2 separate regions of the Mus musculus genome follow, and region 2 is linked to region 1. A link is a contact called in public Hi-C data. All regions are on one chromosome and are shown on one strand. The core of a region is the stretch at or near the end of the contact, and the rest is flanking DNA. Distances in the headings are between cores, read along the strand shown.

Region 1 (6,459 bases), core at 534-3,033:
TGTCTCTGTATCCAACCAGATATTTAGCTATAATTCTTCAGCTCAGATGTCATCATGTTTTATACTTTAAAATTCACAATACTTTGGATTTCCTGGAGTAGCTAATTGAATACTATGTTTTGGAACTATTTTGATGGTGCTAAAAACATTTAAATATCATACATACCCTATTGATAAAAGTAACTTGACACCTTTTCAGGGATAATTTTGGGAGAAATTGATTAAATTTTCAACTTTAATTTTTATTTATATTCCATAAAAAATTCAATCACAGCTCTTCGTCTTCCTTTTTGCTCCAAACACAGATAATTTAATTTACAGAAGAAAAGTTTGTATACTAAACTACAGAAATCTTCTTGGTTCACCTGCCAAGAAGAAAAGTCAAGGAAGTGACCTGTTGGCTTCTATTACAGTGTGTAAAAGTGAAGGTTCAAGAAAGAACGGGGCTAATTTTAACCTTAACTGCCAGGATTTTATGAAGCTTAAGGTACCTGTTAGTTTCCTACTGTGCTTGCAAATCATCTCATTTTGCATTTAACTATTGGGCTTACAATATTATACATTTCAAAGCTATACGAACCTAAACAACACCCCTGCAGACACTAGTGCTGTTCATATAAAAATACAAAGCATAATGTGACCACCAGGTGGTGACATAGACTGCTCAATATGGTAGTACTTTGAGTGCCAGCACAGGATATAGAATCACAATTATTAACTCCACCTGCAGAATAAAAATTAAAGTGTCATCTGTGGCATGTCCTCCTCTGTGGCATGTCCTCCACTGTGGCATGACCTCCACTGTGGCATGTGCTCCTAGTTTTGTGATTTTTTTACAAATAGATAGGCTATATTTTCTAGTTCCATCCTATTCTGCTATTGACTATTACAGCTCTCATCTGACTTTTCTACCTAAGACGAGCACTACAAAAGCTTGTTTTTTCATGTTTCTATGAATAGCATCTAATGATTTACATCAACAGTGACAGTTCATCAGACACGGTATAATCATGTCTGGTAGATCTACTCAATATCTTTAGAGTAGGACCAATAAATAATTATGCCCCAGTGCACAAAAATCAAATGCATGCTGTATGAATCTGCAAAGTTACATTCTGAAAATATCACACCTATACTACAAGCTGACTTGTGTAAACTCTTTTTTTTTTTTCCACCTGGGACCCATTAAACCACTATTGGACTCTGAGAGCCACAAAGCCCTAATATAGCCCATGTCACCAAGGCCAAGAAGACTATCTCCAGAGAATACAAGCAAGTTGCATATACAAAAATACTTTATCAAGAGCCTGTGTACCCACCTAGAACACACACACACACACACACACACACACACACACACACACACACAGGAGCATACATCCACACAAGCACACACATGGACATGCATACACACACTGATAGCAGTTAGCTTGCCACTAGGTAATCACTTGAGTCAACTGTATGTTCCAGAATACAGAACAAATCGTTATCTGAAGAAAACAAAGGCCATGGGAGCTTCTTATTACAAAACTCAAAACATCTTTCCTTCCTGGGTAGCTCTAGTACACAATAGTCATTAGTTTGTAGCCTGCAGGGGACACATTTAACTGTTCTCCTTGAGTGAGGCAAATGCCGTCCCTGCAAGGTAGATCTCAGGCTCTCCTAATCCATGCTCTCTGGTCTGGGTCCTGATTTATTTACATTTTACAGGAGGTTATGGTTTTTCTGTTATCATTAGTTGAGCCCACAACCGAAGAAGAAAAGAGCAGCTTTGTTTCAAAGGAGAAAGAGACGTTTGTTCAGGCATCACTACCCACTGGAAGCCTGCAGTTGGATTCTACCAAACTCAGTATACTGAAGGGAAGGAAAATTAACGTGGGGTCTCTGGATAGCTGTTAAAGCGGCAACGTGCCCATTATTTTCCTAGCTGGCAGAGTTCTGTGCAGGGGAGACAATCTGGCCACTCTTGAGTACAGCACTAATCTTGTGAAATGCTGTGAGCTCACTAACTGACAAAGCAATAATTATCAACAGTCTTTCCAGAGGGATGTAAGTTACTCCCACTGTGAGACAGGGGCCCCAAGCAGAGCCTCTAGGAGCAACATGCACTTAATCCACGCAAAGCACTGTGCCAGTGGGCGCCTCCACTCAAGCTTGTTTGCACAAGTCGTCAGTCATGAAATGCTAAGGAACCAAATGCCAGAGAAAGTGCCAAAAACCATTCAACTTCATTTTCTTTGCTTTTTCCATGGTTGTGCATTGCCTTAAACTAATTAGCAGTTAAATTTAAACATGTGCACATGATTCTAAAGTTTCATGAAGCAGTGCTAAGGGGCCTCCTGCATTCATTAAGTTTTCTTCACTTGCAGGGTAAACTTGTCAATTACAAGATGATTTTCCAGTGGTGGCAAACACTGTACTTCAGCAATTTAAACCCATCATTAGACATCTAAGCAACAAGAGCAAAAGGTATAGACAAGAGTTTTATGTTCTAGGACTACACAGTGACTCATAACATCCTGAATGTAAGTTCAGAAGAAACAGCTGTTGATTCCAATCAAATTAAACCACAACAGAAGTAAAATTTTTCATTAACAACGTAGTGGTCTTTAGCAGAAAGAAATCTAAAGTCTTCTATTCATGAATAATAGGCTGAGGAAAGAGCATATGTTTTTCTTGGCTTTGGGGCTAATATAACGAAGCCCGCAAAGTTTAACATAATTAAATTAATACTGACATGCAGTGTGACTTGTTCACAAAGTGAACAAAAAATGTGGCTCTTGGCTTGGAAGTAAAACCACATCACAGATGAAGCATCTACAAGTATCTCAAAGAAAGCCGTCTAAGACTTCCCAGGTTCTTAAAGACTTCAAGGTTCTGTTGTGGGAGATAATTTTTAAAATGTTGTTAAATCTAACTGACACACAAAATACATGTTGTACAATATAGTATGATATTTCAATACCAATGTGCTGAAATGATACCATTAGAGTAACTGGTCACCTCAAACATTTATCATCTCTTTGTGTGAAAACATTTAAAGTTCTTTCTACTTGATACTTTGAAAAACTTAAGTTTGGAAAAATATATATGTGAGGGTTCTCTTTTGAGTCATTTCCTGCCAAATCAGGGCCACCCCTTCGTTGAGGTTAGAAAGATACAAACAAGTGCAGCCCACGTCTCTGAATTGTTAGCACCTCCAGTTCTCTTTCATTGCCCAAGAAATGTCTTTCGTCTCTGGAAAGAATGGTAATGGTACCTCACTGCAGAAAAAAGAGTAATGGTTTATCAGTTGTGACTTACTACTAATTTTGTCTGTCCCTTTAAAATGTCTTTTCTAGGTTATGGGCTATTATTGCATTATTTTTCTTCTTTCCAAAACTATCTCTCAAACTGAATTGCTTGACAGACTGATCTGTATATTTTATGAAAAAGGACAAAGTACCTCTGAATTTGAAAGCAGACCCAGCCTGGCAGTGGTGGTGCACACCTTTAATCCCAGCACTCAGGAGGCAAAGGTAAGCAGATCTCTCTGAGTTTGAGGTTAGCCTGGTCTACAAAGTGAGTTCCAAGACAGCCAGGGATTCATAGCAAAACCCAGTCTCAAAAAAGAAAACAGTAATTTAAAGGCAAACCCACATCAATGTGGCTCTTTCTGTGTCACAACTCTAATAATAGGTTGGTGGGGAAGGGAGAAGGGTTTGGAATTTGTAGCTGCATTAGCTTGACAAGACTGAGTCACACTTACTAAAATGAGGAAGAGGATTCAGTAATCTCATAGAAAGATGTTAAATGGATTTTTCATAAAAGAGTTAATTAAAAATAATTATAATATTAATTAACCTACTCAGTCTATAACATAACTACCAAGTACAAGCTAAGAAGATTAAAATTAGGAATGTGACATGATATCCCTATGATTCAGTAAACGTATTCTAGAATTTACTAAACAGACTGAAAAACACACCTATTTGAGGAAACCTCTATATCCTCCCTACAGTTGACTGGAGAGTAAAAGAGAAATCAGTGATGACTTCCTAAACTCAAAGATGCCAATGGCCTAGGAGGGCTTCCCACATACCATGGCCAAAGCAAATCTTTCACTGGAGTGAAAGATTCTTAAAAATTGCAACAACAACAACAAAAGAACAACAACGACAAACAAACAAACAAACAAACAAAAAACTAGAATCTTTTTCTTTTAAGCTAGACTTTCTGAAACTTTCTTGAATTTTATAAGGAAGTGAATTCTCAGTTCAGCTCCTTGCTTAATTTCTGGACAACAACATTCCAAAGAGACATTTCCTTTGAAATAGTTTCGTCCAAGCCTCTGATGAGTAGATGCTACTGAGGATGGGGGTGGTGATGGGGGCAAGAGGGATGGTGGAGGGTGGAGAGGGAGGGATATATGACTAATCACTGTGAAATTAATGCATACTCTGGAAAGTCCCATTCTCTTATAAGAACATTATTCCTGGGATGTCAAATAAAAATAAACACAAATAAATATGGTAGCAGTCTTAAATCTAAGATCCAAAGCTTAAATTCTAACCCCTTGTTGGAGAAGCAGGAAGTGTATCTTAGAAGATATTCAAGTGTCTTGAGATGAAATTAGAGCAAGAGTTTAGAACATGCCTATCATCAGGGCAAATCTATGAAACTACGAATAGTAAGAGGTCATGATTTACTAAGAGATGGGACAAACCAACCTGCATCCCTCCATCTTGGGCTTGAAAACCATCTTATAATAAAGATAAACTAGATTTATTCCCATTTATGATTAAATCTCTATCTCTCAGGAATTTTGCTATGCCTTACCTGTGACCTTAACTATAAATGGTCTGTCACCTTTCAAACATGTCTGTTTCCAGAGGTTGTTATGACCAACTTGTTATGCTTATGGTTTCTTCTGTAACCCCATCTTTTTTGCTGGCCAAATGCCCCATTTAGTAACCCCCTACTCCTGAGCTATAAAACCTTTTATCTTCCCTATGTCCAATGCTGATCTGTTGAACCCTGCCTTAGGGAGAGGCACTCCATGCCATGCAAATGAATAAATGAGTGTTTTAATTAATTTGACCATGATTTGTTGTCAATGGTCTTTCTCCTCAAATCTGTAGTGTTAAAATATCATATCTTAAAGTATAGCAAATGAAGGTGGTGAGCTTTGCAGTGTTAATAATAGAATTTTATATAGAAATCAGGGAGCTGAATGAATAATCTTAAGAAAGGAGTATCAGTCCTAAGTGGGATGATCCATCAAATGTGTTCCCTAAGGTCCCAAGGCATACCACAGGGGAGAAGAAGAGTATACAGGCCAGAGGGGGTGGAGAATGCCAAGAAAACAAGGCCTTCTAAATAAACATGATCAGGATACATAGGAACTCTCAGAGACTGAGGCAGTATACAGAGGGTCTGCACAGGTCTACACCAAAGAGGGTCCTAGATCTTAAAGGGGAAGTGGGCATATGCCCATCCCTAATGCAGAAGCTATGTCCAATTAAAAACCACTTCTAATTGAAAATTAAGTTTTTGTCAAGGGAAACAAACCATTCTTAAGTGGGGCTGCATGCCCAACATTAGACAGCAGAAAATAAACTCAACTACATCTTTGGAGATATGTCTTCTCATAATGTCATGTCTGGGGTCTGCTCATCCCCCCCACCCACCACCCTCTCCAAGTTGTTAAGATTTTGTCTATTTATTATTTTATTTTATTTGTGTTTTCTTTTTCTTCTCTATTTTACTCCAAGGTCCTTTGTGTATACATTATAGCTTCAAGTTTAGTGTTTTTATGAGATTCCTGAATATAAGAATGAATTGGTCTCTGTTTCTTTTGCCTTCTCTTGGGCTATTTTCCTTCTACTTGTTCATTTTGCCCTACCCTAATATGTTACTTTTTATTTTATTATATTTTACTTTATTATTATTACCCCATAGTTACCTATTTGTTTTCTATTGAGAGACAGAAAGAGGCTGCCTCTGGATGAGACAGGAGATATGGGAAACTGGGAGTAGTGGAGAGAGATGATGGCCTGTCAATGACACCAGGAAACCCATCTCAGGGGAAACACTTGAGACCAGTCATTCATTTAACAATTGGTCAATGAAATACAAAAGCAAAACAAAAAAAAAAACCTCCAGGTCAGCTAGCAGTCTAACTGCCTGATAAGGAAAGTTTGTTGCAGTTCTTGGGCTTCAATGTATGTTTAACTTGAAGGGTTTAACTTAAGGGCTTTGCATGTAAGTAAGTTGACAAGGAGAGGAATTCCCAGCCCATGTCATTTGCCAGTTTTTAATAAAGTACATGGTGTGCTGGGCTGTCAGAGATGATGATAGGGACGAACTGACTAGGAAAATGCCAAGAAACAAAGTGAAAACTGAAATGTGCTAAGAAAAATAACAACGGAAACATGAATTACAAGAGAAGCTTGGATACTATTGTATTCAGAAATATAT
Region 2 (6,468 bases), core at 991-3,490, 970 kb after region 1:
TTCACTGAGTAGTTTGATACTGTATCCATTTAGCAAAATAAAACTAAGAGGCTCATCAATGGAACCTGAGAGAACTCTAACTATGGGTTGTTAGCCAGATTTGCACTATCAGGTATGTTTCCTCCCATGGTGTAAATCTCAAATCCAACCTGGAAGATGGTGGTTTCTTCCATAACATGCACACCATTATTCCACCCATAAGTATGTCTTGCCATACTGGTCATTACTGCTGTTCACAGAGTTCATATCTGGGTAAAAATGTTGATGGCTTCTGTCCACAGCAGCCTGAATAGCATACCAGTACAATGAGAGATTGCCTGGAGGGAGTCAGTAAATTGGTACCAATTGGTGAATATCAACTTGATTTCTTTGTGTTCTGTGACCAACGTATATGGCATCTTCAGCAATAGGGTCTTAGCCTCAGTATATGGTTGCCATCAAGAGCAATAGCAACACCCCATATTGTTTTGGGTATCTCCAGGACATTTCTGACCAAAGTTTGAGGAGAAGTATCCTACACTTGCCTCTGGGCTTTTATTTGACAACCTATGACTACTGGGATGAGCATAATCCCATGTAGGGTAACTGCAGTTAAACTCTCCTATATGACTATGTACATATGCAAATGTATAATAAACTATCTTATAGGTTGGTAGATTTCCATATGGTCTTTTCAGACATCCTTATAGTTAGTGATTCCCTCCTTATCCCCATTCTTTGCTTTACCCTGTCATTCCTGTAACCACTTAAATTCATTCTCCACATTATTATTCCTTTCTTCTTCATATAACCTGCAGGAGATTTAAAAATGTACGTATTTTTACTTTTTGTACTCCTAGGTCACAATGTCTACTTACAAGGTGACAGCTGACAGCTCCAGAACAAATAAGGTCAGAAAGCCTGCTTTACACCAGTGAAGGACAACATGGTTGTTGTCAGTTAGAGAACAGAGAAGTGGTGGGAACTCTGGATGGTTGCATGTGCCCTTAAAGCATGCATGCCACCCGCTGAGGAAGAGGGAGTAAGAGAGGACAGGATGAATCCCCAGTTTCTATTTAGTGCTAAACCATCTTGGAAAAAGTAAGGTACTCAGAGGATGAAAAGCTGTCCTTTCATTTTTGAGGGTAATCGTCTAAATCCCCCATATTTAGAAGCCTGCTTATTATTCCACAACTAAGTTAATTTTAAAGTCTTTACTCCACAGTATTCCTAATACAAAGCAGATGTGAGAACTACCTCAGAATCAAGAGAAGCCCTGTCTCCTATCTCTCCCAACCTCTGTCAGTTGCAAACAAGCCAAATCTAAACCAGCAACCTAGCATGTTTCCAATCAGCACTCGGGCTTTCTCCCTACGGAAGTAACTCCTTGGCATGCACAAGGGAAGGAAATGTTTCCTTCAAAAAGCTATGCCAGGACAGGGAGCAGCAGATTCTCACGATACTTAACATGCTAACCAGCCAGTGCAGTGAGAAAACCAATGCAGGAGAAGCAGCCAGAAACAGGGAAGAAAGGCCATGGGCCAGAAACAATGGGGCAGACAGAGAAGGATGGGTAGTATTAGACAGGGAACACCGGGAACTGTTCTTACTGAAAGCCTAGTCTATTGTGGCTTAAGCTGGGACTTCAGTCCATGTTGAGGACTCTCTCTCTCTCTCTCTCTCTCTCTCTCTCTCTCTCTCTCTTCCTTCCTCCCTCCCTCTCTCTCATGCTCCCTGTTCATAAACTACACAAATGAAGACTTGATTTCCACATTGAGGGTGACGGCTAGCCTGTGTGGTCAGAAAGCATGAAACACACACAGCTTTAAACCAAAATGACCCCTCCTGGAGTGTAATAACTCTTCTACCTCAGCAGCAAGAAAAATCTTACTGTACCACAAAAAATCAGGAAAAACCACAGCCACCCAAAAACTGTTAAGGGACAAATAAAAACACAAGAAGTAGTGATTCTCTCAGAGTTACTTAAGCCCCTTCTGGATCCTCCCCTGCATGATTCCCACTCATTCTTAGAAAAGGTAGAGACTCCATTCTTGAAATTGAGCTATATGACACTCTTCACATTTTGGAAACAATAGGTTGTACAGAAAGATTGTTATTGGCATTGGCTGTATTTGAAATCTTAAACGTCCATGCTGGGAGAGTTCTTGTGAGCTGGTTATGGGCCAGTTGTCTCCCCAGTCTTTATTACAAGTAATTAGCGATGAGCCAGTCTTTCTGTAAGCCTTTTCACTGGAAAAGTCACCAGTTTGGATGTGTATGCTCCTTTCTTTCTGACAGCAGCTTTCAAAGCAAAGCAGAGTACCAGTAACCATAGCAACAAGCAAAACACGGAAAGGCTGTCAGTTAATTCAATAAATCTCTTGAACACACAAACAGCTGATAATGTCTAATTGACTGAACAGATAGTGAATAGCTGACAGTTCCGGGAATTACACTAGGTATTTATTTTGATCTATTTAATTTAAAATTGGAACAATATTTTATTTTATTATACAGTAAGTTTATATAAATTTTAATGGTTGGTTTCATTACATGCTTTTTTTAAGATGGCAATTCAAAAACTTTTATCACATGTATATTATGAAGTTATTTTCCATTTTTACAAAGCACAGCAGAAAAGACTTTAAATGCAATAAACACGGAAAGTCAATAGACCATCACATTGTTTTTGAAAGAGCCTTTCCAGCAATAAGCAACCTGTGATGAAGCATTGTCTCTCACCTTCTAGATCTGTGAGCTTAGGTAAACGATTTGCTAAGCCTCGGTGAAACCATCTATTGAATAAAATTGAATTATCTGAGCTCTTCGGGTTGTTGTGAGCATTAATAAAAACAGAAAAAGCCTCACAGTTAACAGAATACTTGGTCCATAGGCTGTTCTCAGTCATTGTTTCCTCTTTCTTCTGCAACTTGGCATCAGCTAGCTAATCTGCACTTTCCATAAAGAGCTCACAAAACCCAGCTCTGGAGCCAGACTGCCCATCAGAAACTAGTTGTCATAGAGATTGTTAAAGGGCACATGGCTCTTTTTGTTGATCAAAGTCCAAAGTACAGAATCAAAGTTGTCAACACAGAAGAGCTCCAGCCAGGGACTTTAATGAATGCATTTCAGAACACTGTTAATTCTAATTTTATGTAAAGGGAGGGCTCATGATTGACTCATAGAATACTAGCCCAACAATAAATCTTAGACTAGTCAAAGCCTAACACTTAGCCCTGAAAACTACCCATTTGCTATTACTTTATTTAAAAATTAAAATAAATCTTCATCAAAACACACACACATACACACACACACACACACACACACACACACACACTCACACTCACACACACAGTGAGTTGTTAATGATTTTCTTGGCATTCACCCAAATGGGGGAAAATGTAGGCCTAAATCTGGGAAGTCCTGCTGAGTGGTTTTTCTAACAGAAGATTCTCCCATGCAGATTTCTTCACTGACTCTTCTAGGTATAAGCCAGAGGCAACATGAAAACCCTACCATTGACTTGTCAAAGCATCTGCACTCTTGATTATCATGATGTCACATCTTCTTAATCAAAGAAATAAATGCCCTAAAGCAGAGCTTGGATCCCAGTATGGTGGGCAAGGCACCTTGATAAGTATGCCCTTTAGGTAACAGTGTCTAAAGGACAAAATTCACTGGAATTCTTATTTCCTCTGGCCACCTTAGAGCAAAGATTCCTTTGAATAAATGAAATAAACAACTTTTTTCACATTCTACCCAGAAACTAGTAGAAGTTTATTTTCTTGGCAGGTTAGACTTCAACTTACTGACCAGAGAACAAAGAATTAAAAGATATACTGCTGAAGACAATGGAAAGCATCATGGCCACCCTGACTTAATACAACAACCCACAGCCAATGGACTTTGCCATGTAACACTAAAATTTCAACAAAGAGAATTTCCCCAGGCACAGATCTTCTCTTGCTGTGGTTGCTATTTACAGAGCAATCAACTATGATAGGTCTTCTAACCCTTTGGGGACAGCCATAGTGCATTTGAGCTCTCTATATTTTAAGACTTTACCTTAACTTTGCCTTCTGAATTGGCAAATACAAGTTGATTCACTTAGACCTTCAGCTTCAATATGGTTGATTCGAGATTTTATCCTAAGGTGCCGTATTCCCTGCCTTCCTCAGTTCCCTCCGCAAGAATAACTCTGTCTCCTGATAGAGAACATGTTCTCCCATCCCTTCTGTACAAATCTTCTAGGAGTCCTGCAACTGTCATCCAATAGAATATATTGCAGAATTCCATGCTCCTTCTTAATGATAGAAACTGACATTTCTTCCAGCGAGAACCTTGGAGATATACTCTTTATGCATCTAAATTATACAAAGTTAGACATAAAGTTCAGGAATTGAGTTTGCAGATGAGACTTTAACTAAGAACAATCTTTCTTGCCTTCCACCCCATGAGAAATTTCCCCAGAGTTATAATAGGCAGATATGATTTTCCCTTAAGTGCGATTAAAGTACTTAAAAATACATATTTTGGAACTAACGCGGCTTCTAAATACATGCCAATATCTTCATCTGCTGCTCATCTGCTTGAAAGTCACAAGAAAAACTGGCTCTGTTTTGATTTCCAGTGAAGCATCATCCTTAAAACTTTCCAAGAATTCTTTTGTCTCTATGTGATTTTTCACTTACTTACTGTCTCCAAAGTCTAACCCTTTCCCCAGTATGTGACTTTGCTGCAGTCCACTTTTGAATGGGGTTTGATAATTCAGTGTGGTTTGTGTCTTAACTTGCTGTCTTGAAACAATCATAAAAGTAGCCAATTCGGGAAATGCATATTCTCCCTCCTCCGTGTTCTCTCTGAACTCCTATGAGCATAAGGAGGAAGCCACTTGACCAAGGATAAGACAGCGTGGAAAAAGACAGTGAGAAGGTGTTGATTAGCAAATAACTTTATTGGGGGTGGGTAGCACAGCCATAGCCACTTGAAATAGTAACAATCCAGGAAGGCCCCCGACAGGTAGTGTTCACTTTTGCCTTTCCACTCAGAGTGGTGACTTCAGACTGTTTTATAAGAATGAGAATTTCCTGTTTGTAAAATGCTACACCAATACCATTTCTGGACAACTCTTGGAAAAAAGCAGATACACAAATACATAGACATAAACATAGTCATAGACATAGGCATAGGCATAGACAGACAGACACAGACACGCGTAAGAATATAAGAACAATGAAAAAAGCGGTCATTAGTTGGAAAGGGAACAGGGAGTGAAAGAAATGCGTGGATTTGAGGGAGGAGAGGGGAAATGACATAATTATAGTCTCACAGAGATAAAAGAAACAACTTTTAAAAGAAGCATGGTTTAGATAGAACCAAAGTACAGTAGTATTACAGCCCAACAAAACTTGAATACCAAGGTAAACTGTAATCTGTATTTGGGGTTTGCTTTCATTGTTTTCCCCAAAGGCACAACAGATTTAACCTTGGCATTCACGCCGAGCTGAGACTCAATCATCTGTGAGAAAGTTGGAAACCATAGCAGGGCTGGAACATTCCAGTATGAGGAAGCTCTGTCTGGATCCTGGGGGAGATAATGCAAAACATTAAGAGTTTTAATAAGAAAGAAAGAAACAGCAAATGTTAGTGCTGTGAACACAGGACAAACAATGAGTTCCAAAGCTGGCCACGCTGGCCCCGATAGCAGACAGACACCCTGGAGAGCAGACGACAACGAAACCATTACAGAACCAGCCAAAATGCCCAAGGGAAACAAACATTCTAGAAGCAGAAAGTTTCAATTTGAGAGGAGCAGAGGTTTTTAACCAATAGAAATAATGATGGGGAAACTTAATGGATAGAAAGAAAAAATTCGTGTTGCTTATAGATTTCAGATTACCTAACCCCCCACCCAAAAAAAAAAAAATCTGGCATCCTTACCATCTCTGCATGTTCCTTAGAGCATGACATGGGGATTCGGGGCTGAAAGACATCTGCAGCCTTCTGTCAAACAGGTGATGACATCAAAGCTTAAAGGTTAAGAGTATTGGTTTACACCCCTTGTACACTGATGCAATTTATTTTATTCTTGTATCTGTAAGAATGAAATGGAGAGAGACTAACATCTATTTTTAACCCCTGGAATCTCTTTAAAACCACGAACCTACTGTCAAAAGCAGAATTACCATGGCAGCCCACATCAGTATCTCTTATTAAGCACAGATCCTATCATCTGAGGAGCTTCAGGTTGCAGACATGGTCCCTGCAACACCTTCTCGTGTCCAGCCATCCGCCTTCACTGCAATGCCTACCGCACCACCGTAGTTATTACCTAGGAGCAGAGACCACAGATCATTCAATCCCTCAGTTTACACCGCCCTCAATAATCTAGGCGTGCGTATAAACTTAGTGGATGGTTATAGGCTATCGAGACTGTCATTGTAAAACTTCAATAAACTCTGCATTTACAAGTAGAAGTTTCCTTCA

The links. Hi-C and Micro-C count contacts between places; a contact is called where the count stands out from the background.
Region 2: a contact with region 1 is called in a Hi-C map of cortical neurons, with 2.4 times the contacts expected there. The contact joins two enhancer-like sites. A contact is called at or near these places in 2 of 484 Hi-C or Micro-C datasets (bone marrow-derived macrophages and cortical neurons) and 1 of 115 datasets of contacts at active chromatin or transcription factors (astrocytes).

What each region holds. Positions count from the first base shown.
Region 1 is chr13:89,667,563-89,674,021 of GRCm38.p6, forward strand. The region is part of intron 12 of Vcan (versican); the gene reads right to left. Among named protein-coding and RNA genes, the nearest start is that of Gm4117, 63 kb to the right of the region's middle. Within about 2 kb of position 1,784, at least 31 of the 459 cell types and tissues checked have an H3K27ac peak or open chromatin away from gene starts, as enhancers often do. A contact at or near this core is called in cortical neurons, where this site is marked.
Region 2 is chr13:90,641,046-90,647,513 of GRCm38.p6, forward strand. No RefSeq gene overlaps it. Among named protein-coding and RNA genes, the nearest start is that of Gm35111, 95 kb to the left of the region's middle. Within about 2 kb of position 2,241, at least 60 of the 459 cell types and tissues checked have an H3K27ac peak or open chromatin away from gene starts, as enhancers often do. A contact at or near this core is called in cortical neurons, where this site is marked.